Regions from separate parts of the Mus musculus genome. Here regions 1, 2, 4, 5, 6 and 7 are each linked to region 3. Evidence: chromatin contacts called from public Hi-C, HiCAR-type, HiChIP or PLAC-seq and promoter capture Hi-C data. All regions are on one chromosome and are shown on one strand. Each heading gives the region's core, a stretch centred on a gene start, on an enhancer-like site or on the middle of the called end of the contact. The rest is flanking DNA. Distances are from core to core; before and after follow the strand shown. Region 1 has its middle 26 kb from the start of Gm40518. Region 2 has its middle 23 kb from the start of 2900052N01Rik. Region 3 holds the start of Cadm1 (cell adhesion molecule 1). Region 4 holds the start of 2900052N01Rik (RIKEN cDNA 2900052N01 gene). Region 5 has its middle 32 kb from the start of Gm39330. Region 6 has its middle 58 kb from the start of Gm40518. Region 7 overlaps Gm39330 (a long non-coding RNA gene).

Evidence for each region. Promoter capture Hi-C pulls out the DNA fragments that hold promoters and counts their contacts. A called contact is a pair of places that touch in the nucleus more often than the background predicts. HiCAR-type assays count read pairs that join an accessible place to other places. HiChIP or PLAC-seq counts read pairs in DNA pulled down with a chosen protein or histone mark.
Region 1: a contact with region 3 is called in an H3K4me3 HiChIP or PLAC-seq map of forebrain, with 4 times the contacts expected there. The contact joins the enhancer-like site here to the promoter of Cadm1 in region 3. A contact is called at or near these places in 1 of 39 promoter capture datasets (hippocampal neurons) and 6 of 115 datasets of contacts at active chromatin or transcription factors (astrocytes, bone marrow-derived macrophages, embryonic forebrain and 3 more).
Region 2: a contact with region 3 is called in an H3K4me3 HiChIP or PLAC-seq map of forebrain, with 4 times the contacts expected there. The contact joins the enhancer-like site here to the promoter of Cadm1 in region 3. A contact is called at or near these places in 2 of 484 Hi-C or Micro-C datasets (embryonic stem cells and forebrain) and 10 of 115 datasets of contacts at active chromatin or transcription factors (VIP interneurons, craniofacial prominence, embryonic basal ganglia and 7 more).
Region 4: a HiCAR-type map of astrocytes shows a contact between it and region 3, with 5 times the contacts expected there. The contact joins the promoter of 2900052N01Rik here to the promoter of Cadm1 in region 3. A contact is called at or near these places in 1 of 39 promoter capture datasets (hippocampal neurons), 1 of 484 Hi-C or Micro-C datasets (cortical neurons) and 13 of 115 datasets of contacts at active chromatin or transcription factors (VIP interneurons, astrocytes, craniofacial prominence and 9 more).
Region 5: a Hi-C map of cortical neurons shows a contact between it and region 3, with 3 times the contacts expected there. The contact joins the enhancer-like site here to the promoter of Cadm1 in region 3. A contact is called at or near these places in 1 of 39 promoter capture datasets (neural stem cells), 2 of 484 Hi-C or Micro-C datasets (both in cortical neurons) and 8 of 115 datasets of contacts at active chromatin or transcription factors (VIP interneurons, bone marrow-derived macrophages, craniofacial prominence and 5 more).
Region 6: a promoter capture Hi-C map of hippocampal neurons shows a contact between it and region 3, with 3 times the contacts expected there. The contact joins the enhancer-like site here to the promoter of Cadm1 in region 3. A contact is called at or near these places in 2 of 39 promoter capture datasets (embryonic stem cells and hippocampal neurons) and 5 of 115 datasets of contacts at active chromatin or transcription factors (embryonic forebrain, embryonic hindbrain, embryonic midbrain and 2 more).
Region 7: an H3K4me3 HiChIP or PLAC-seq map of forebrain shows a contact between it and region 3, with 6 times the contacts expected there. The contact joins the enhancer-like site here to the promoter of Cadm1 in region 3. A contact is called at or near these places in 2 of 39 promoter capture datasets (hippocampal neurons and neural stem cells), 6 of 115 datasets of contacts at active chromatin or transcription factors (craniofacial prominence, embryonic basal ganglia, embryonic forebrain and 3 more) and 1 of 9 other capture datasets (liver).

The regions. Positions count from the first base shown.
Region 1 is chr9:48,183,263-48,185,962 of GRCm38.p6, forward strand. It overlaps a transcript of Nxpe4 not described here. Among named protein-coding and RNA genes, the nearest start is that of Gm40518, 26 kb to the left of the region's middle. Within about 2 kb of position 1,284, at least 28 of the 459 cell types and tissues checked have an H3K27ac peak or open chromatin away from gene starts, as enhancers often do. A contact at or near this core is called in forebrain and hippocampal neurons, where this site is marked.
Region 2 is chr9:46,888,753-46,891,458 of GRCm38.p6, forward strand. No RefSeq gene overlaps it. Among named protein-coding and RNA genes, the nearest start is that of 2900052N01Rik, 23 kb to the right of the region's middle. Within about 2 kb of position 1,454, at least 19 of the 459 cell types and tissues checked have an H3K27ac peak or open chromatin away from gene starts, as enhancers often do. A contact at or near this core is called in embryonic basal ganglia, embryonic stem cells and forebrain, where this site is marked.
Region 3 is chr9:47,529,094-47,531,793 of GRCm38.p6, forward strand. It overlaps Cadm1 (cell adhesion molecule 1), which reads left to right and starts at 1,259. Exons shown (of 11, transcript NM_207675.2): 1 at 1,259-1,412. The coding sequence starts at 1,280.
Region 4 is chr9:46,912,130-46,914,906 of GRCm38.p6, forward strand. It overlaps 2900052N01Rik (RIKEN cDNA 2900052N01 gene), which reads left to right and starts at 1,474. Exons shown (of 4, transcript NR_015605.1): 1 at 1,474-1,617.
Region 5 is chr9:46,870,057-46,872,756 of GRCm38.p6, forward strand. No RefSeq gene overlaps it. Among named protein-coding and RNA genes, the nearest start is that of Gm39330, 32 kb to the left of the region's middle. Within about 2 kb of position 1,350, at least 17 of the 459 cell types and tissues checked have an H3K27ac peak or open chromatin away from gene starts, as enhancers often do. A contact at or near this core is called in cortical neurons and embryonic basal ganglia, where this site is marked.
Region 6 is chr9:48,215,238-48,217,937 of GRCm38.p6, forward strand. It overlaps a transcript of Nxpe4 not described here. Among named protein-coding and RNA genes, the nearest start is that of Gm40518, 58 kb to the left of the region's middle. Within about 2 kb of position 1,339, at least 16 of the 459 cell types and tissues checked have an H3K27ac peak or open chromatin away from gene starts, as enhancers often do. A contact at or near this core is called in forebrain and hippocampal neurons, where this site is marked.
Region 7 is chr9:46,844,048-46,846,747 of GRCm38.p6, forward strand. It overlaps Gm39330 (a long non-coding RNA gene), which reads left to right. Exons shown (of 2, transcript XR_870714.2): 2 at 1-212. Among named protein-coding and RNA genes, the nearest start is that of Gm39330, 5.7 kb to the left of the region's middle. Within about 2 kb of position 1,439, at least 9 of the 459 cell types and tissues checked have an H3K27ac peak or open chromatin away from gene starts, as enhancers often do. A contact at or near this core is called in forebrain and hippocampal neurons, where this site is marked.

The DNA of each region.
Region 1 (2,700 bases), core at 34-2,533, 650 kb after region 3:
AGCGAGTCTTCTATCTTGTCTCAGATCTAATTACATTCAGGAGGATTCAGACACTGACGGGCATCTCTGCAGATGTCACTTCTCAGATTTGAAGCACACTTCAGGATATGAAACCTTATCAGAAAATCAATTGAAATTAACAATTCCCCTCTTTCTCTATCGCTTCCCTCAGCCAAGTCTCTCTCTCTCTCTCTCTCTCTCTCTCTCTCTCTTTCTCTCTCTCTCTCTTCTCTGGCCAGATAAAAGTTGTTTCCAAACACTAACCTTTCTCAGGTGAAGAGACAACAAACATTTCCTGGAATTCTATAAACCTGAAACCTCAAGTCTGTGCCTAGCTTAGCTTTTGAAGTGCTTGACTGTGTACCCCTGCCTCAGCATAATGAGGGTGTGTGTGTGTGTGTGTGTGTGTGTGTGTGTGTGTCCAGCAGTAGTTCCTGAAGGGCTCTATAAGGTATAAAAATGAGATTGAAACAGAAGAAACCAGAGAGGGGCTTCCTGCTGCACTTAGAAAGGATGCACACCGAAGACCCCTCTCAAGTCTCTGGTCTCTGATTGAAACCAGCGCTGATTTGGATCCCCGGGTCTGATCTTTGATGGGCAAGAGCCGTGGGCTTACAATGAAGTCTCTTGCTGCTTTTAATGAAGTATTTGACATTTCTCCTGCTGCTTTCAGCCGAGCTGTGGGATTGCTGGATGGCTTCTCCTAGGGGAGCAGCGAATGAATGCAGGTGGGGTTTTGGTACCCACTCCTAGGTCAAGACACAGCAGAACCAGGGCTCTGGCCGCACCAGCATCCCCGTTCCTTCCTCAGCCATGCTCTGGGCCCCAGTGCTGTTTGCTAGGAAGGTCTCAGAATGTAGAAAATTTGGCTTGAACATCAATTACCTGAAAACCAATCTCCATGCCCCTTGCTGCCCCACTTAGGCATGCAGGGAGTGCCAACTCTCAAGTGGCCTGATGACCAAGGAACAAAGCCATAGGTAGGAGGATTTGAGGACATGGCTGTAGGCAGAAAGCATGCACTGGCTATCTATTTTCCATATCCTGAGAGGACAATGAAGGAGTCAGAAAGCCGCAGCATGTCTGCCTACATTGGGCACTGGCTTTTTTGTGGGTTGCAGATGCTGTTCGGTGCCTTGCTGACAGTGAGCACAAGTCAGTCCCCACTCCCCGAAGCACCATTGCAACAGCTGTCCTCAGCTTGCTCGGGCCTGGCTTTGTGTCTCTGTGGCAGTGTTCCTCAGGGTGGCCAGCTGGGTGTTCTCCCCAGATAGCCTGCAGTGTTGGCACAGGCCCTCTGAGAACCTGCCAAAGGGAAGATCATTGAAGCAGAGTTGGTACCCGGCAGTTCCCTGCAGGAACTCTGAGAAGTCTCTGTCTGTTCACTGCTGGGGTTGCAGCTGGACGGAGAAACTCCAGAAAGGGAAGAAGAGGCGGAGGGAGTTATGGAACTTGGGGCATGTTTGTCATTTTTCTGATCTGCGTTGTACATCTTGCTTACTACCCCATTGAGAGACAGGGGTGCATTTGACTTTTAAATACCTGCCTATGCTATATGGCCTTCCCATGGTCTGGCCTTGAGAATGACACCAGTGTGTACATAATTAACACGAGAGGAGCCTAGTGGCTCCGTAGAGGCAGCTCCATCTCAGGTTTTACACACAGGGGCTTCTAAGAAGGTTTAGACTTATGCAGCAGTTAAGATAATAAAACAAGAGGCAACCAACCTCTATTCTCTTCCAGAATTTGCTGAGTGAAATATCATCATTACAGTTTGTTCTTGTGGGAGAGAGAGGAGACTCATTACAGGGGAAGGCAGGTCCGTGCTGTGTCTGGGGGTCCTGAGCAGGGGGAGGTCTCCAGACCATCTGCACTGTCGCAAAGCCTGGAGGCAAACAAGCACATTATGGTTGGTACTGCTGCAGCCTGACTGAGACATTAGGTCTCCTCCCACACACACAACCCCCGCTATGCTCGCTGTGCTTGCCTCCAACCTCTCTGAGTGCTGTGGTTTGCATGAGGGTACCCCCTCAGCCCCATATGTAAAAACGTATACACCTTTGGGTGACACTGTTGGGCAATGGGGTTGTTAGGTGACTGGGGGTTATGAGGCAAGCCTGTGTGGCCGCTTGAGTTCTCCCGGGTGTTACAAACGAAACAAACAGAACCCCGTGCATCTTTTTCCCTCCGTGTGCTGGGTTACAGTCCGCTTCCATGCATGCTTCCAACCACGACAGGTTGCTGCACTAGCTTTCTGCCACCGGAGTCAATACCCAACCCAAACATCTCAGAAGGGCCTGTCTGGGCTCCTGGGTTCAGGACACAGTCCCTTGACTCTGGACTGAGGCTGGGAGTTTTGAGGAGGGATATAGGAAGAAGGACAACGATGCTTACTTACATCCTGGTGGAGAGGAGGGTGGGAGAGGAGGAGAGGTCAGAGAAGAGAAGGGGGAAGGAGAACGAGAAGAAGATGGTAAAGAGGTGGAAGAGGGAGACGGAGGAGGAGGAGACTAACTAAAGTCTCCCGGTAGCTTTAAAAGACATACTCTTGGATAACCTTCTTCAGCCAAGGGAACTCAGCCTCCTAAGGTTCCCAGCACCCCCCCACCCCCAATACTGCCCCCTAGCTGGGGATCAAGTCTTTGACACATCGACTCTTAAAGAATATTCTAGACCCAAACTATAATAGTTCCTGCCTGT
Region 2 (2,706 bases), core at 204-2,703, 640 kb before region 3:
AGTATTTGTGCTTCCTGGTCCTCAGCCCAAAGCAATGGGTCCAACCACTCATGGAAGCTCAAATGAACCTTTTGTCTTTATAACTTGATTGTTGCTGGTGTTTGTTACTGTGGTGGTAAAAAGACACCTAACCCAGAGAATAAACCGGCTTCCTTGAAACAATCACAGGCCCAGCCCTAGCCCTGATACTGCTACCATGGTGTCAAGCACAAATCTACCTCTCCTGGCTAGACATAGCTTTTATTTCCCAGAGGCTGCGTTCTCTGTCCTTTCCTAGCCTTGTCTTAGGCTCCTTCACCTATGCACACTCTGCTGCTCCAGTGTGTGGATTTATAGTTTCTCTCCAAAAGATGGCGAGACTTCCCTGACCCCAGCCTGTCTCCATTCCCTTGGTTTATCTTTCTGAATAATCCTACTTCTTTGAGACCTAGTTCAAATCACCACGTCTTCCAGCAAGCCTACCCTGGCTTCCCTAGTATGAAGCAGCCTCTACCACCCTTTTGTTCCTGTGGGATTTGAAGTCCATATATCTTTTCGCACTTAACATAGAGCTTGTGGCTTTTCATTGTATAGATGCGAACGGGTGGAAGAGGAGTTTGCTGAACTAGTGAAATCTGTTTTCTTGTGCTTTAATTTACGTTTTTGTTTGTTTGTTTCTTAATAAAACCATGCAGAGGGTTAATGTAGATGAATTCTATTGTGAGGATTAGAACAACCTGGTATATGAAACAGGAATAATGAACAGAGCCCAGTAGGTGCTCACAGAATGCATATGGTTTCCCTCTTTCATTAACATCTCCCAGACATGAGGTTCTACATGATATAAAGGGTCAACTACCATCTTCTGATGCTGGGGAGACCCAGTGTGACCTCTCTGAGTGTCCAGGTCTGGGTGGCCCTGAACTAGCCAAGGCCTACACCCATTTTCCCCAATCCATGACACATGCATGTTCTAACCCAGTGTTTTTAGCCTTCCTAGTTCTGTGACTCTTTAACACGGGTTCTAATGTTGTGGTGACCCCCCTCCCCAACCATAAAACTACTTCATTGCTACTTTATAACTGTAATTTTCTACTGTTATGAGTTGAAATGTAAATATCTGATATGCAGGATATAGGCATCCCCCTAAAAGGGGTCACTCCCCACAGGTTGAGAACTGCAGCTCTAACCTGTCAGGGTGTCGTTACAAAGTTGTGGTTCAGGGCTATTTGATTGGCATTGAGCTCCTTAGAGCTCTCAGTCCCTGAGAATCAGTCCTGTCTTTCCAAGACTCTTAAGCAAGTCCTCAAGGACACTCCCACCCCCAGGGATTTGTTCCCCTTTTCTTGGTCACAAAGAGCCCTACTTTCCTAATGAGCTGTTAAGGAACTGCCAATTATGCATATAAATGAAGAGGCTGGAAACCATTATGGGTCCAGAAAGGAGCTGAATGGAGCTGCCTCCCTCAGCCTCTGGGTTTGCCTTGCTGTTGCTGGGAAAGCCACTTAGGGGTATGGCAGGAACTGAGCACCACCAGCAGCAGGGTCTCAGACTTCCTTTCTTCTTCTCACAGGGCTCTGTCTGCTCTGAGGTTTGTCCCTCACTGTGCTGCATGGTTTTCTGTCAGCTTGACTCAGGCTGGTAGAATCTGAGAGAAGGGAAACCTCAATTGAGACAGTGTCTTCCCAACTGTAAGGCATTTTCTTAATTAGTGATCAATGGCGAAGGGCCTGCCCATTGTGGGTGGGGCCACCCTTGGACTGGTGGTCCTGGGCTCTATAAGAAAGCAGGCTGAGCAAGCCATGAAGAGCAGGGTGAGCGGCCCTCCTTCGTGGCCTCAGTCTCAGCTCTTGCCTCCAGGGTCCTTCCCTGTTTGAGTTCTTGTCCTGACTTTCATCCTTCCATGATGAACAGAGATATGGAAGTAGAAGCCAAATAAAATAAACCATTGCTTCCCCAGTTTGCTTTTGGATCATGATGTTTTGTGGTGGCAATAGAACACTAAGACACTCAAGATCAGGTGAAAGGACAGAGGCAGAGCCCATGTATTTAATATGTATCTTTATGGATGTCTGAGCTCTGTTGTACACAACATACACTTGCAACTAAGGAATATGTGTGATACACATTCTTGTAGAAAATTATTTCTTGTTAACTTTTATCCGGCTGTGTATGTTTCCTGTGGAAATCTAGGGCAAAAGCTGCTCAATACACTTTTAGTTAATTTAACTGAAAAGAAGGGGGAGGATGAGGAAGACAATGAAGAGGAGAGCAAGAAACTCACCTACAAGTTGAAGAACCACTAAAGGAACTCACCCCCTTCAGGAGTTAGAAGCCCATTGTAATGTTCCAGAGTGGCGTATCAACAAAAGAGTAAAAAGAGATTTCTGAAAAGGAAAACTCCCCCACACCATAGACCCTCCCTGCCTGGATCCCCCCTTTATTGTCTGGGGCCTCCTGTCCTATGCTTCAAAAGCTCTTTGTGTAGACCTATGAGTGGAGAGCCTCTCTATTGTCTCAAGGTTGCCGAATCTTGAGTGAGCCTGATTCCTTTCCATGAGGTGTCATCTTGGGAATCCTGGCCTTTGAGTGGTGGGACGCCTGGCTCTAATGGTCCGAAATGTAGCAAGCCCCGCCCAGAGCCTATTTTGCATCCCTCTGTGAGAGATGAATAAGCCTTTTCCTTTTCAGTATTTGGTAGACATGAAGGTTTATGATCGACTTTAA
Region 3 (2,700 bases), core at 9-2,508:
ATTGTTCTGCATTCTATGAATACTTAAATTATTATAAACCTTTACACTTAATACGGCTCGTCCTTCAATTTGATGCTTGAGCAACAGAGGGTCAGAGCACACACGGTCTTCTAGAGGGAAAGAAAATAAGTAATTAAAAGGCAGACAAACAAGAGAGCCGGCTGCCTTGTTGAAAAGAAATCAAAGATAATTTCGGGGAGGGAGGAAGTGTGTCCAGAGATGCATGCAAGTCCCGTCAGCGGGAGAACCTCTCTGAGACACAACTAAAGTGAGGACCTGTTGGTCTCTAGATGCCTTAGAAAGGACTGGAAGCATAGGAGAGAAGGGAATTGAACCGAGCCCTGGAAGAGGAACTCGACTGACTCTATCACTGCCTCGGTTCCCTACATTCCCTTCCCCACGACCCTGACCGGTAGATTTTTTTTTTTTTTGCTTTTGTGTGCGTGTAATCTTAAATATTCCATATTACTTATATGCTATAATCTACTAAACATGGGAAGGACACTTCCAACAAGCTGGGAAGCCTGAGCACACCCACCTTGATTTACCTTTCCCCAGAATCTACAGCCAAACATCCACTTGAAAATCCCAGAACCCCGACTCCACAGCTTCAGTCTTCCAACTATCCCCTAGTCTGCCGCTAGGCTGTTGAGCGGGCTCTCCTGCTCCGCCGGACGTGCAAAGCACGCATGCACTTCTCTCAGATTGTTTTGTCAATCCGGGGACCTGCATTCGCACTCTCCACTCCCGGGTTTCCCAAAGATCTTATTCCTTCGTGCAAGGTGAGGGAAAGGAAATTTTGTAACGTATGACTTCGATAGGCCGATGCCCACGCAGTGCCCCGGCCCAGGAATCTCGCGGTCAGACTCTCCGACCAGGAGTCCGCCGCGGCGAGTGGCGTAAAGGTTCCTAGTAAAGGTGCACGAAAGCGAGAGACCCGCCTCCTGAAGCCGCAACCCCCTCCCCAGCCACCGAGCCGGACGCGGGCCAGTACAGGTTCTCCTCCTTCGGGGAAGCGAGGCCGAATTTTAACGTAAACATATTTGCATAGGCCCCGCCCCTCGGCCCCGCCCCTAGGTGGCGCGGGCGCGCGGCCGAACGCTAGCGCCAGGGGGCGGGGTGGGGGAGGGGGCTAGTTCTCGGAGAGCCGGGTTGGGCTCGAGGTGCCACGATTGGTCGCTCCTGACTCCGCCTCCAGCGCATCTCATTAGCATCTCATTAGCTGTCCGCTCGGGCTCGGGAGGCAGCCACCGCCGCCAGTCTGAGGCAGGTGCCCGACATGGCGAGTGCTGTGCTGCCGAGCGGATCCCAGTGTGCGGCGGCAGCGGCTGTGGCGGCGGCGGCGGCGCCTCCAGGGCTCCGGCTCCGGCTCCTGCTGTTGCTCCTTTCGGCCGCGGCACTGATCCCCACAGGTAGGTTGTGGGCACCCGCGGATTGGTCCCGAAAACCCCCCCGGGCACCCCCAGGAGCCGTAGCTATGGAAGGGGGGACGTTTCCATGACAACCTTCCCCCACTTCCTAAATCCAAAGCGGCGGGAGCGTGGCAAGGAAAGTCGGGGCTGCGATGGAAGGGGCCGAGGGGTCGGCGCCCCTTCTCTCCTATCCGCCGGCTGCGGATGGGCGCCCTCAGGGATGGCTGCACCCACACCTCTTCTTCCTGGCGTAGCGCGGGGTGCTGAGTGGAGTGGGCTCGGGGCCGGGGGCTAGCGCGTGGGGGGAAGGGGAGCCCTCGGAGGCGCCCCGAACCTTCCGGACCCTCCGAAACTCGCTCTCGTCCCTGGAACTTGCAGGTCCTCCTGTGTCCCTGGGCTAAGCTTTCGCCCCCTCCGTTCCAGCTCGCCCCCCCGATCGATTCTCCATTCCCCGAAGCTTTCTCCTTCGCGGGTCCCCAGGACATCCCCACCGTCGTGTCCTCTTCCCGGCTTGCCCGCGCTCTGCAGCCAGGTCCCCCGCCCGAGAGCTCTGCACGCCTCTCGTGTTTCCCTCCAGCCGAACGCTGCCCCTCGGCCCCCTCCGCTAGGCTGCGGGTCGGCTTGGCTGGAATCCAGGCAGGGAAAGTTCCCGGCTCGGGGGCGGCCGCTCGTCGCCGCCGCTGCAGGAGGGCTCTTGGAGCCCGCAGGTTGTCCGCGCCACCGAGGCCTCTGCCGCGAGTGGGGATCCGGGATTTCCCGGCTGCGCGTCCTTCGGGCAAGCGGCCCGCAGGTGGTGGCGGGGGCGTTCGCGGCCTCTGCGGCCCGGCGTGCGCCCTGCGGGCCTCGGGGCGCTCCCCGCGTGGCCGGCCGTCTTGAGAATCTGCCCGGGTGGCGGCGGCTCGGCGAGCGCCGCGCCTTCCCTGAAGACGCCGAGCGCTTGGCAGGAGCCCCGCGTGTGGCTGCCCCGGTGCGGGGCGCGTTGGCGCGGTCGCGAAAGAAGAGGGCAGTGTTTGCATTTGCTAACAAAAGGGAGCCGGAGCTCTTCCCCACCGGAGAGGCCGGCCGCGCTGCGACCGCCTTCCCGCCACCTCGCCGCTCTTGCCCGCCGCACGGTGTCCCCGTGCTGCTGTACCGCCTGCCGCTGCCTCCTGGCGACCGGCGGGACCGAGCTGCACCGGGCGGTGGCGAGAGGGCTTCTGCGCGAGGGGATGCGCTAGGGCTCTGTGCCTGCAAAACCCCTCGCAGCTCCGAGCTGCAGGACCTGGGAGCAACAAGTGGTGGAGGATGC
Region 4 (2,777 bases), core at 224-2,723, 620 kb before region 3:
ACATCATTCCACTGATGGGAAGTCAAGATGGGGAAGGCTGACCTATGGTGACGGAGGTCAGCACAGTGGTTTATTATCTACAGGGGAGTTGGAGGATATTTGCTTGCAGTGGTGTTCTTTTGTTTGTTTTGATTTTTTTTCTTTTTTTGAGACGAGGTTTCTCTGTATAATCCCTGAGTGTCCTGAAAGTAGACCAGGCTGACTTCCAACAAAGAGATCCACCTGCCTCAGACTGCTGGGATTAAAGGTGTGTGCCACCTCGCTCAGCTCCAGAGGGTGTCTTAAGGGCTGTAGACTGTACATCTGGTGGTGATAGGTTCATGTGGAGTTCATTACACTGCATACTGAAGAGCTTTTCATTTCACTGATTACATTATACCACAGTTTATAAAAGGAGTGACGAAGGAGGAGGCGCTTTCTTAAGAATTCCTTCTGAACTCCTGGCTCGAGCTGTACCTAAAGGTGAGACATCTGCACAGACAGCTTGAGTTACTCAGACACAGTGTGGGAAGCACCATCCTGCTCTCCAAACCCCACTCCTAGAAGAGGCCACACAGGTGTGCTTTATTGAAGTTTCTGGCCTAGCCTTGTATAACTGTGTATATGTGGAGGGAGGGGGTGAAGAGGGAGGGGGAGGGGAAGGAAAAGAGGGGGAAGGGAAAGGAGAGGGAGAGGGATGGGGGAGGGATATAGGGGTGTAAGAGAGAGAGAGAGGCAGAGAGACAGAGAGACAGAGAGACAGGGACAGAGAGAGAGAGAGACAGGGACAGAGAGAGAGAGGGGGGGGAGAGAGAGAGGTGAGAAATTGGGATGAGGTTCTTGTGAGGCTCAGGGTTCCCATCTTCCCCAGCACGGCCAACTGGATCAGATTAGAGGCACCAGAACGGAAGGAGTTTGAACACTTCCCAAGAGGGTGCTCCAGAGCCTGGGGTACTGGTCTCTTGAGACCTTAAGGTAGGGGTGAGGGGTGTTAAGATCAAAAATGCCTGTGCCTTGCAGCACGGGACACACCTGAATTTTTTCAGCCAAAGTTGTTAAAAAAAAAAAAGGTTCAAATGAAAGTTTTCCTGGGGATTACATAACACATGGTACACAGCCAGCAGCATGGGGAGGTGTTGTCAGTACCCTTGAGATGCAGGAATCCCTTTGGCTCCCAGGGCCCCTGATGCAGAGGAATTGGGATCTTGTGACTGGGGCTTACGTAGGTCAGTTTCTCACAGGGTCAGGCTTGGGAACACTCTGCATTGTGGCCTTGTCACAGAGGACAGATTCTCAAGGAGGAACAAAGGGGCCTGGGAACCAGGCCAGGGTGGAAAGCACCCTTTGGGGGGTTCTTTAGCACTTGTTAATTGGTCACCTCGTTAGCAGCCCATCTGCAGCAAGTGAGTGGTGCTGGGGTGCTGGGGAGGACCGTCCTGGCCAGCAGGGGCCTCACAGTCTAGTAATAAGGACACAGCAATTACAGGAACTTCTAGAGCCAGTTCTCTTCAGGAGCATGCCAGGCTGAAGCTTTGTCCTATGGAGAAGCAGAAAAGGTCAGAGGAGGAGAAAGAAAGAGCCCTTCCCGGTCAAGGAGCCAGCCAGGGAGGGAGACAAAAGGAAGGAGGCTCCATGGAGGTGAGGAGCTAAAGAAGAGGTGACATTTGGATGCCTCTCAGATGAGAGGCAAGAGATAGTGACAATGAGGTCACTAGGCAGAAAGAAACTGCTGAGGGAAGAGGGTCTGAGGCTTGGTACTGTGCTCCACAAGAGCTTGGGCATGGGGGAGGGGAGGGGTGGGGTGGGGTGGGGTGGGTGGGGGAGGGATTGTTTCCTGCAACCAGGCTGGGAACAAACCTTCTGCTGGTCTCAGTTTCTCCACACTGTCTGGATCTGATGCCCTTTGGGTCCCTCCATGCTGTGCAGGCATGTGAAAGGGAGGGAGCAAAGGTTCACATTGACCCCTTACTCTAGGGTGAAGTCCCATGACCAGGTCGGAGCAGTGAGCTGTGATCACTTATAGCGTCATTTCCAGGCCCAAGCATACAACAGTTCCAACCGTCGCTTCTCCCTTGGGATGAATTGTGAAGCCCGGGTCCTTGAAAGGCTTAGGGGTAAAAGAAGCTTCTGCTGAGCTTATGAGATACTTGTAGGCACAGAAATTCCCCTTGGCCTATTTGTTTCGGGCTTAAGTATAGCCTGGCCTGACCTGGCCTGACTGGTGGGTCCTTGAGCTCCAAGTTTGTGGAGGAGAGCTTTGATGAGCAGCAATCCCAGCCTGGGCCCTGGGTCTGAAGCAAGTGTGGTCTGCACAGGCTCCCAGGCTGTGTAGGTACTGGGAAGTCCCCTGCTTCTGTCATATCTATGTAGGCCTGCTCACAGAGCCTGTACACGGAGAATAAAGGGGCACCTGTTTACTTGATCAGATGAATCCGGGGAACTGGGAGAAATGGCAGTCTGTGAGATCTGAGCCCCAAAGATAGGGTAGAGAGATTGGCTAATCCATGAGTGAGCCTGGCCTGCCCTGCCTGGTTGATTCCTGCAAGGAATGGGTGGGACTACAAGCAATCCTTGTCCCACCTTAATACCTCAGAGCCTGCCTGGGCTTGAACTCCAGGGCTGGATGGAAGATTTTCTCCTCACTTCTTGACCATCCCTGGAAGTCAAGGTATGAGGTCAGTCCCCCATGGAGTCACCTCTCTCCCAGAGAAGAAATAAGACCAGCACAATAAACTCAAGCTCTGTCCAGACAGCTTTAGAACCACTATGTGAATGTATGTATGCATGCTTCTGTGTGT
Region 5 (2,700 bases), core at 100-2,599, 660 kb before region 3:
ATGATTAAGTTCCTATGTCAACTCGAATGGGCTATGAGGTACCAATATTTGTGCAGACAGTTTGGTGTGTCCTGTCCCCGGTTGAGGTTAGCATTTGATTTAGTATGCAGTAAAGACTAGTCTCCCTAATGAGTCATGCACTATCCATCCAAGAGTTCTGATGAGGAAGAGCAAGTGCTTGAACATCTTGAGTTAGGCATAGACCGTCTACCCTCAGACTGGAACTTACACCATTGATTTTCTGTTTCTTCACCTCGCTGACTTATGGACTTGTGAGCCGTTCACCTCATGGGAGAGCGACAGAAAGAGTTTGTGATGCTTCATATTAATTGCTAGCTTGATAGCACGTGGAATCATCTAGGATGTAAGTCTCTAGGAATGCCTCTTAGGGAGTTTCCAGATTAGGTTAACTGAGGGGGGAATAGCTCACCTTAAATGTGGGTGATACCATTTCCTGGGAAGGGATCCCAGACTGAATGAAAAGGATGCAAGCTCAGCACCAATATTAATCTCTCCCTAATTCCTGACTGTACAGGCGAAGTGACCAGCTGTCTCACACTCACGCTGTAACCTCCCTGCCATGATGGATTTTGCAATCAAACTGTGAACCAAAATCAACACATCCTTCCTTCAGTTGCTTTCCCAATGTATTTTCTGACAGCCATGAGAAAAGTGTTAATACAGGTACCTGGGATAAGATATAACACCCAAAGATATGTCCTTAGGGATCTTCTTGCTCTACCTAGGCCTGGAAGTTTCCGTCACTGCCCAATGCTGTCACATCATGAGTGCATCAAGGGATAAATCCATGGATCAGATCACACAGTACCCCTACTCCCTTAATACAAGAACCTCTTAACGACTGGATCTACCAACTGGAACCAATTCCCACTCTTTTTCTGGGAGCATGTCCTATTCAAACCATGACATCTTAGAACCTCTCAGCTCCAATAACCGTGTGAGCCAATCTCCTCCCTGTCCCTACCCCTGCCTTTTCCCCACACACACCAGCCTTGATTGGAAAATTAGTATCAGGAAAAGGAAAGAGATGAAACAATTATCTCCATTACTGCTCCTGTACCTCTCCACAAATGCCTTTACCTTTCACCTCATTAAAACTTAATCGACATACAATAAACTGAACATATTTAAAGTGTATCATATGATGAGTTTTGACATATGTGTGTTCAAGATAATGAGCATATCCATCATCCCCCAAACTTTCTCTGTGCCCACCCCCTTTGCAATCCTTGGCTCCTGCTCCCCGCCCCAGTCCCTAGGCAACCAGATCTGCTTTCTGTCACTACAGGCTCATTTGCATTTCCTACAATTATATAAATGGAAGCATCCAGTATGCACTCTGTTTGCTTGTCTTCTTTCACTCAGCATAATTATTTTGAGCTCCATCTGTGTCGTAGTATGTATCGATGGTTCACTCCTTCTCATTTGATGGTATTTTGGTGCATGAATATCCCATGGTTTGTTTATCCATTCATCAGTTGATGGACACATGTGATATTTCCAGGGTTTTTTTTCCTATTCAAATCCATGTTGCTAAGAGCATTTATTTAGGTGAAAGCCTAGACCTGGCTGTATCCTCCCCCTCTTCCTGCGTACACTCCTAAGAGAGGAATGGTTGGATCACGTTCTAGGTAGTTGTTTAACTTTCTGAAAAGATGCCATATTGCCTTCTAAATTAGTCGTACCATTTTACATTACCCAGCAGTGTATGAAGATTCCAATTGATTCACAGTCTTGGCAGCACTTGGTATGTTCAGGCTGCTTAACTTTTGCCATTCCAAGAGACGCACACCAGTATGCCTGGTAGTATTCATTTGCATTTCCCTAATGAATAGCGATGTTGAATATCTGTCATATGCTTCTTTCCTGTGATGTACCTTCTATGGTAAAGTCAGATTTTTTAAAAACTCAATTTAAAATTAAATTGTTTATGTTCTTATTATTGTTTTGAGTGGCATTTGCATATTACAGATATAAATCTTTCATGAAATGTAGTTTAGGAATGTTTTGAACTGGGGAGATGACTGAGTGTATAAATGTTTGCCATACAAGTGTGAGAACCAGAGTTTGAACCCTCCGAATCCACATAAATCTGGATGTAGTAGCACACATGGCTATAATTCCTGCACTCCTACAGAGAGAGAGAAGTTGCAGCCAGAGGAATTTCTGCATGATCACAGGCCAGCTAACCTGGCATGCAAAGCGGGGGAAAATAGGAGGGGAGCTGGCAAGACCCTGTCTGAAACAAGGACTGATTCCCAAGGCTGTCCTCTGACTTATACTTATGGGTATGGTATATGCATGCTTGAATTCACACACACACACATGCATATACACAGGTTATATACATGTACAATGATAAATAATAATAAAGATAATATTTTCTTGGCCTATGGCTTGTCCTTTCATTCTCTTAACTGTCTTTGAAAAGTATACATTTTAAGTGTTGGTAAAATCCAATTTACCAATGTGTTCTTTAGTGCCATTGTAAGTAAGAAATATTTTCCTTCGCCATAAGGGTCATATCACAACTCTTATGTCAGTTGGCAGATGGAATGATTAGTCCATCCTATCAAAGTTTGTGTAGCATACTCTATGATGTTCACACAACAAAAATTAATTTTTTTTCAGTGCTTAAGCCTTGGCTGTGGTTGTAGATTTGTCCACTACTCTGTATTT
Region 6 (2,700 bases), core at 89-2,588, 690 kb after region 3:
GGAGGGGAAGAGAGAAGGACGGAGGGAGAGAGGAAGCAGAGGACACCTTTGTACACATGTGTATCCACCGATGAGGACTCCTGTGGAGCCCAGAGACTCAATGTTGTTCTATCTTCCACAACATTTCTGCACCTCATTTTTTGAAATGGAATCTCTCAGTGAGCCTGCAGCTCACTGTTTTGAGTAGACTTGGCTGGCTAGTGAGTCTCTGGGGTCCACCTATCTGCTTTCAGTGCTGGGATCACACACTCACACGAACCAGGCTTTTGATATGGGTGCTAGGGAGCTAAACTCCAGTTTCCATGCATGGAGAGCAAGTACTCTTCCCACTGAGCCATTTCCCTAACCCTAGGCACAGCATTTGTAAGGGGAGAAGTGGGAGAGAGAGAGAGAGAGAGAGAGAGAGAGAGAGAGAGAGAGAGAGAGAGAGAGAGAGAGAGAGAGAGAGAGAGAGAAGGCCCAAAGAACTGCATTCCATCAGCAAGCCTGGAGTCTGAGATGGGCTGTCCAGGGATGCTGGGTTCATATATAGGAGAGCTCTGCATACCAAAGAAGACTGTGGACTTAAATATAAAGGTGCTACAGAGCCATTGAAGTCCAAAGGGAGAGATATACTGTATATGTGTCTTGGAGTTTCCAGGTCATTTTGCTGGCAGGAGGAGTCAGGATGGGAATTCATCAGCCACAGGAGCCCTTGAGGGTAGATTCCAGATCCAACTGGGCTGGCTGGCCCTCCTCCCTCCCTCACACCAAGCCCCTAGAACTGCCTAAGCATCTCAGACACAGTAATTGGGTCGAAAGATGACAACAGGTATGCAAGTCCTCAGCCCTGCCAGCAGCACCTCGGGGCTCTGAGCAGTCACTCAGGGATGGCAGCAACACAGAGTGCAGAGGTAGAGCAGATTGAGGTGCCAGCATTCTGACACGAACAAACCTAATCAGGCCCCAGTAGCAGCCCAACAATAACAAGCCTCTGCTGGACAGTGCTGGGGTGCCTCTACCCTAAGGAGACAGGCAACATCTAAGCAACTCCCAGAAGGCAACGGGCCACCCACCACTGATGGCTGCTTGGAGGTGTGGGTTACATCACGGGGCCTCGACACACCTGCCAGTTCTCTTGGGTCTGCGCTCTCATAGAGCCTCCAAACTTTGGACGCATGGGACAAATGGAGGCTCAACATTTCCCGGGTTGTGGTGGGGTAGAGAGACCCTCAAAGTGCCTCCCTGTTCTTTCAGGCAGCAGAGTTGTGCTTTTTTTCCTGGGAGCTGGGCTGTGGGCCGAGCCAGGTGCTTGGGAGCAGGAGGGCTGCTCGCGCTCCAAGAGCCAGGCCGGCAACTCCAGAAGGCAAACCTTCAGTGTATTCCAATCTTCCAAAATAGAAAGAATAAAACAAATCACAGCAGATGTTCCAACATGTAATTATCAACTAATCAGTTCGGACTTTTTTTTTTTTTCAAAAAGGGAAATTTCAAAATAGCTCCCAGATTTCAAGGCAGCTCTGGTGGGAAGCTGGCTGGCTGGCTTGGGAGGAAGTGACTGTATTAGAGGGCTGCAGGTGCCCAGGTGGCAGGGAGTAGGAGGGGCAGTGCCTTAAGGGGCCTGGAGATGCTGCTGCTGCTGCTGCTGCTGCTGCTGCTGCTGCTGCTGCTGCTGCTGTATGAAGCAAGCAAGGAGCTGCTTGCTTCAGGCTGCAGGTGCCAGGTTGAGGCAGCTGGCCCTCAAGACAAACTCAAGCTGGGATGAGTGAGTCTTGCGTCATCTTGCCCTAGATCCTATCTCTGGCAGAAACTTGGAATGGCTCAGACATGTGGAACGGCTCACATGGCTGAACATGAGTTGACCATCTATTCTAAAGGCCAGTGCCTCAACCCCACCCCCGCTCTACCCTTCCCCACCCCTCACCCCCTAGGTCACCTCTGTTCTTTGAATTTACTGAGGTACAGGGGAGAAAAGCAAAGCAAAGCAAAGCAAACCTGCCATGGTTGTCAAGTTTGTCGGTGGTGGGAGTCCCGAGACTGTCGAAATCCTTTCTACACTTGGTTTTGAAACCTACAGTTGCTAAATTTTCCATTTGAATGCTAGTGAGGGACTAGCAAGCTGGCTCAGTGGATAAAGGTGCTTGCCAACAAGACTTTGAATCTGAGTTCAATTCCTAGAATGTACTTGGTAGAAGAAGCAATTTCTGCAAGTTGTTGCTGTCTCCACCACCACACACACGCACAGGCCCACTCGCGCACGCACGCGCACACACACACACACACACACACACACACATGCAAATAGGTAGACAGATAGATTAGATAGATAGATAGATAGATAGATAGATAGATAGATAGATAGATAGATAGATAGATAGATAGATAGGTAGGTAGGTAGGTAGGTAGGTAGGTAGGTAGGTAGGTAGGTAGGTAGGTAGGTAGGTAGGTAGATAGATAGATAGATAGATAGATAGATAGATAGATAGATAGATAGATAGATAGATAGGTAGGTAGGTAGGTAGGTAGGTAGGTAGGTAGGTAGGTAGGTAGGTAGGTAGGTAGGTAGGTAGATAGATAGATAGATAGATAGATAGATAGATAGATAGATAGATAGATAGATAGATAGATAGATAGGGAGGAGGAGAAGAGGAAGTGACTAAGGGCGGGAAGGAGACGTGGATGTACAAGTGGAGCTCCACTGGTCTTCATCAGAGTCCTGAG
Region 7 (2,700 bases), core at 189-2,688, 680 kb before region 3:
GAGGAAGCACACTGCTCACTGAGGCATCATGGAGAGGCTGGCTTTGACTTACTTCAGTATTCTGACCACTAGATCATTCCAAATGGAATGGCCATCTTTGCACAGAGGTGGGCTCTATAATCCCGATGTTCTTCAAGGCGGAGCCTGGGCAACCCCTCCCCAGGCATCTTATCCAGGAGGTTGGAGGGGCAATAAAAAGAACATTTACATTACATCTGCTGTATATCTGACTCATTTGACCATATTGAACTCACTCCTCAAGCTTGAACTAGACCCTGTAGTTCTCTATTTCTTAACATGAAAGAAAACAAGCTCAAAGATTCACCGAACTAGACCATCCCACCAGCTAGTGATACCCAGAGCTAAGATCCAAAGGAGGCTCTGCCTTCTCCAAGGTTCAGCACCTTCTACAACGGCTTGAAAAGCTATCCTAAGCCTTGGAATCTCCAGTGCACTTGTTGGGCCAGAAAACTCAGTGTGCCTGTCTACTGAAAATACAGGCTGTTGCCACTGCTGGCTGAGGTGTTGGTCTGCCTTCTGGATCTATCCCTGAGGATTTGAAGCTGTCATAAGAGGGCCTGGAGTGGGGGTGTGATTGTTCTCAGTGCCCATTGTCTATTGGTTCAAATGGGTTTGTCAAGCTGCCCTAGCATCTTCTCATCTGCTTGTCTGCCAGAATCCAAATCCAATCTGATGGTGAAGGGATCTGTTCTATGGTCCTGAGATTTGTGACTAATGAGCCTTCCCCATCCTCCACATCCCTCTGCTGTTGAGGACCAGGGTTCCGTCTCCAGGTCTCACTCCAGACATATTAAGGGATGGATGGGGAGTGTGTCAGCCTGATAGGGCAGATGGCCGGGGGTCCAGGCTGTTGTACTCTCCCTAGTTTGTAGGAATGGTGAGCCCCAGAGGCACTGGCAATGCATTCTGGGAGAGGTGGGACAATTAGACTGGTGGGCTTTCTGAAGTGTCTCTGCAGTCTTTGGAGACAGCTCCTTGTAAGCATGTTTCTTCCCACTTCTGTCCCTTGTTCCCATGCCAGCATCCTTTGATGGTCCCCCAGGTCTCTTTATGCCTAAAGGCCTCTCTCTAGTCTCCACTGCAACTACGTGGCAGGGACTCCCTCCTTCCTCCTACACTAGCTGAGCAGGTGAAGAGGAGGGGAGAGTGCTGGGAGCTGGTGGCCATGGGCACCACCATGACACCTTTCTTTCTTAAGGCTTCCCCTTTCTTTGCTTCCAACATATTTTTTTTTGCCTCCAATAATTTCCAGTCTGGCTTGCTACACTGCTAGGACAGGCCCTGCCAGAGCAGGGCACCAGCCAAGCCTCTGGGAGGCTTCTGCTTCTACTGATAAGTGTCCCGTCTTTTTCCTCCCTTCCGGCAGGGTAGAGATGCCCTCCCTTCTGAGCTAGGGAATTAAAGCAGGGAGCTGGGCTTTGGCAACCGGCTTTCTCCCTGGCACTAGGCCTGCACTGTCTCCATGGGTTTCTCTCTCAGACTCACTGTTGCCTGATTAAAAATGATTCCTTCTTGCAAGACAAAATAGGGTCTTGTCTGGAGTCCACCCTAAAATGAGATAGAGACTTAGAGTTCCAGAGTGTCAGAACTCAGTCTGTAGGAAAGAAGGGTCACGGCGGGGTGGGGGAGTGGGTTACCTTTCCAGTGAAGGGAAGGGTTGCATGAGAGAAAATATGCCCAGGCTGTCTTCCATCCAACCCAGCCTTACCTGTATGAAGAACCTCAGAGTGGGTGTTCTCAAACTATGGGAGCACAAACCAGACATGGTAACACATGCCAGCAATGTCCCAGTTTTCCTTTGGGGGGGGGGGGTTATTAGTTATATTAGCACGCTCAGCCTGTCATAACAAAATATCAGAGATGATATGTACTAAGCAACAAGAGCTTATTTTTCTAAGTTTGGGAGGCTGAGAAGCCTGAGCTTAAGGTGGGAATGCCTGTCCTTGTTTTCGGAGGGCTGTCTTCTCGTTGTGTCCTCACACGGGGAAAGGAGGACATTTGGAACCTCCAGGACAGCCCCAGAACTAGCCCTATCAGGTTAAGGTCTTGCTTTCATGGCTTTCTTTCTTCTCTGTCACCTCCTCAGAGATCCTGCTTCCAAGGATGGTCATTCTGAGGGCTGAGCTACAAAATCAGAAAATTTCAGGGAAAAACTTCAGTCCTTGGTGCCAGTCATACTGGGTTGGGGCACACACTGATGACCTCACTTTAGTGCGACTATCTTGCTAAAAAGTGTCTCCATCTACAGATAACGTTCTGAGACCATCGGGCGTTGTGATGGTAACAGAAAACATTGTTGGGAGAGAAAGTCAGTTCATAATATCCAGTTTCCCCAGACTGACTGAACCCAGTAGAGAAGAGACTGGGTTTCCTTTCCTGGGCCCTGCTTGGTTTTTTTGGAAATCTGGTACATTTAGAGTCTCCTCGGGCGTTCCCTGGGCTGAGCCTTGGTACCCAAAACCCTGAAGTCTCTGCTCACTGTTTCCAGATCACTCTCAGCTTCCATTGCTCGTGTGGTCAGTTTTCAGGGTCACAGCTTCACTGCCCAGCCACTCAGCTTTCAGTCAACAGAGGACAAAGATGCAGAGCAGTGTGGTTGTCACTCCAGGAATCCTTTGTGATGTTAGTACAGAGCAGGGGCCCGAGCAAGAGAGGAACACATTATAGGAAGATCTGGGC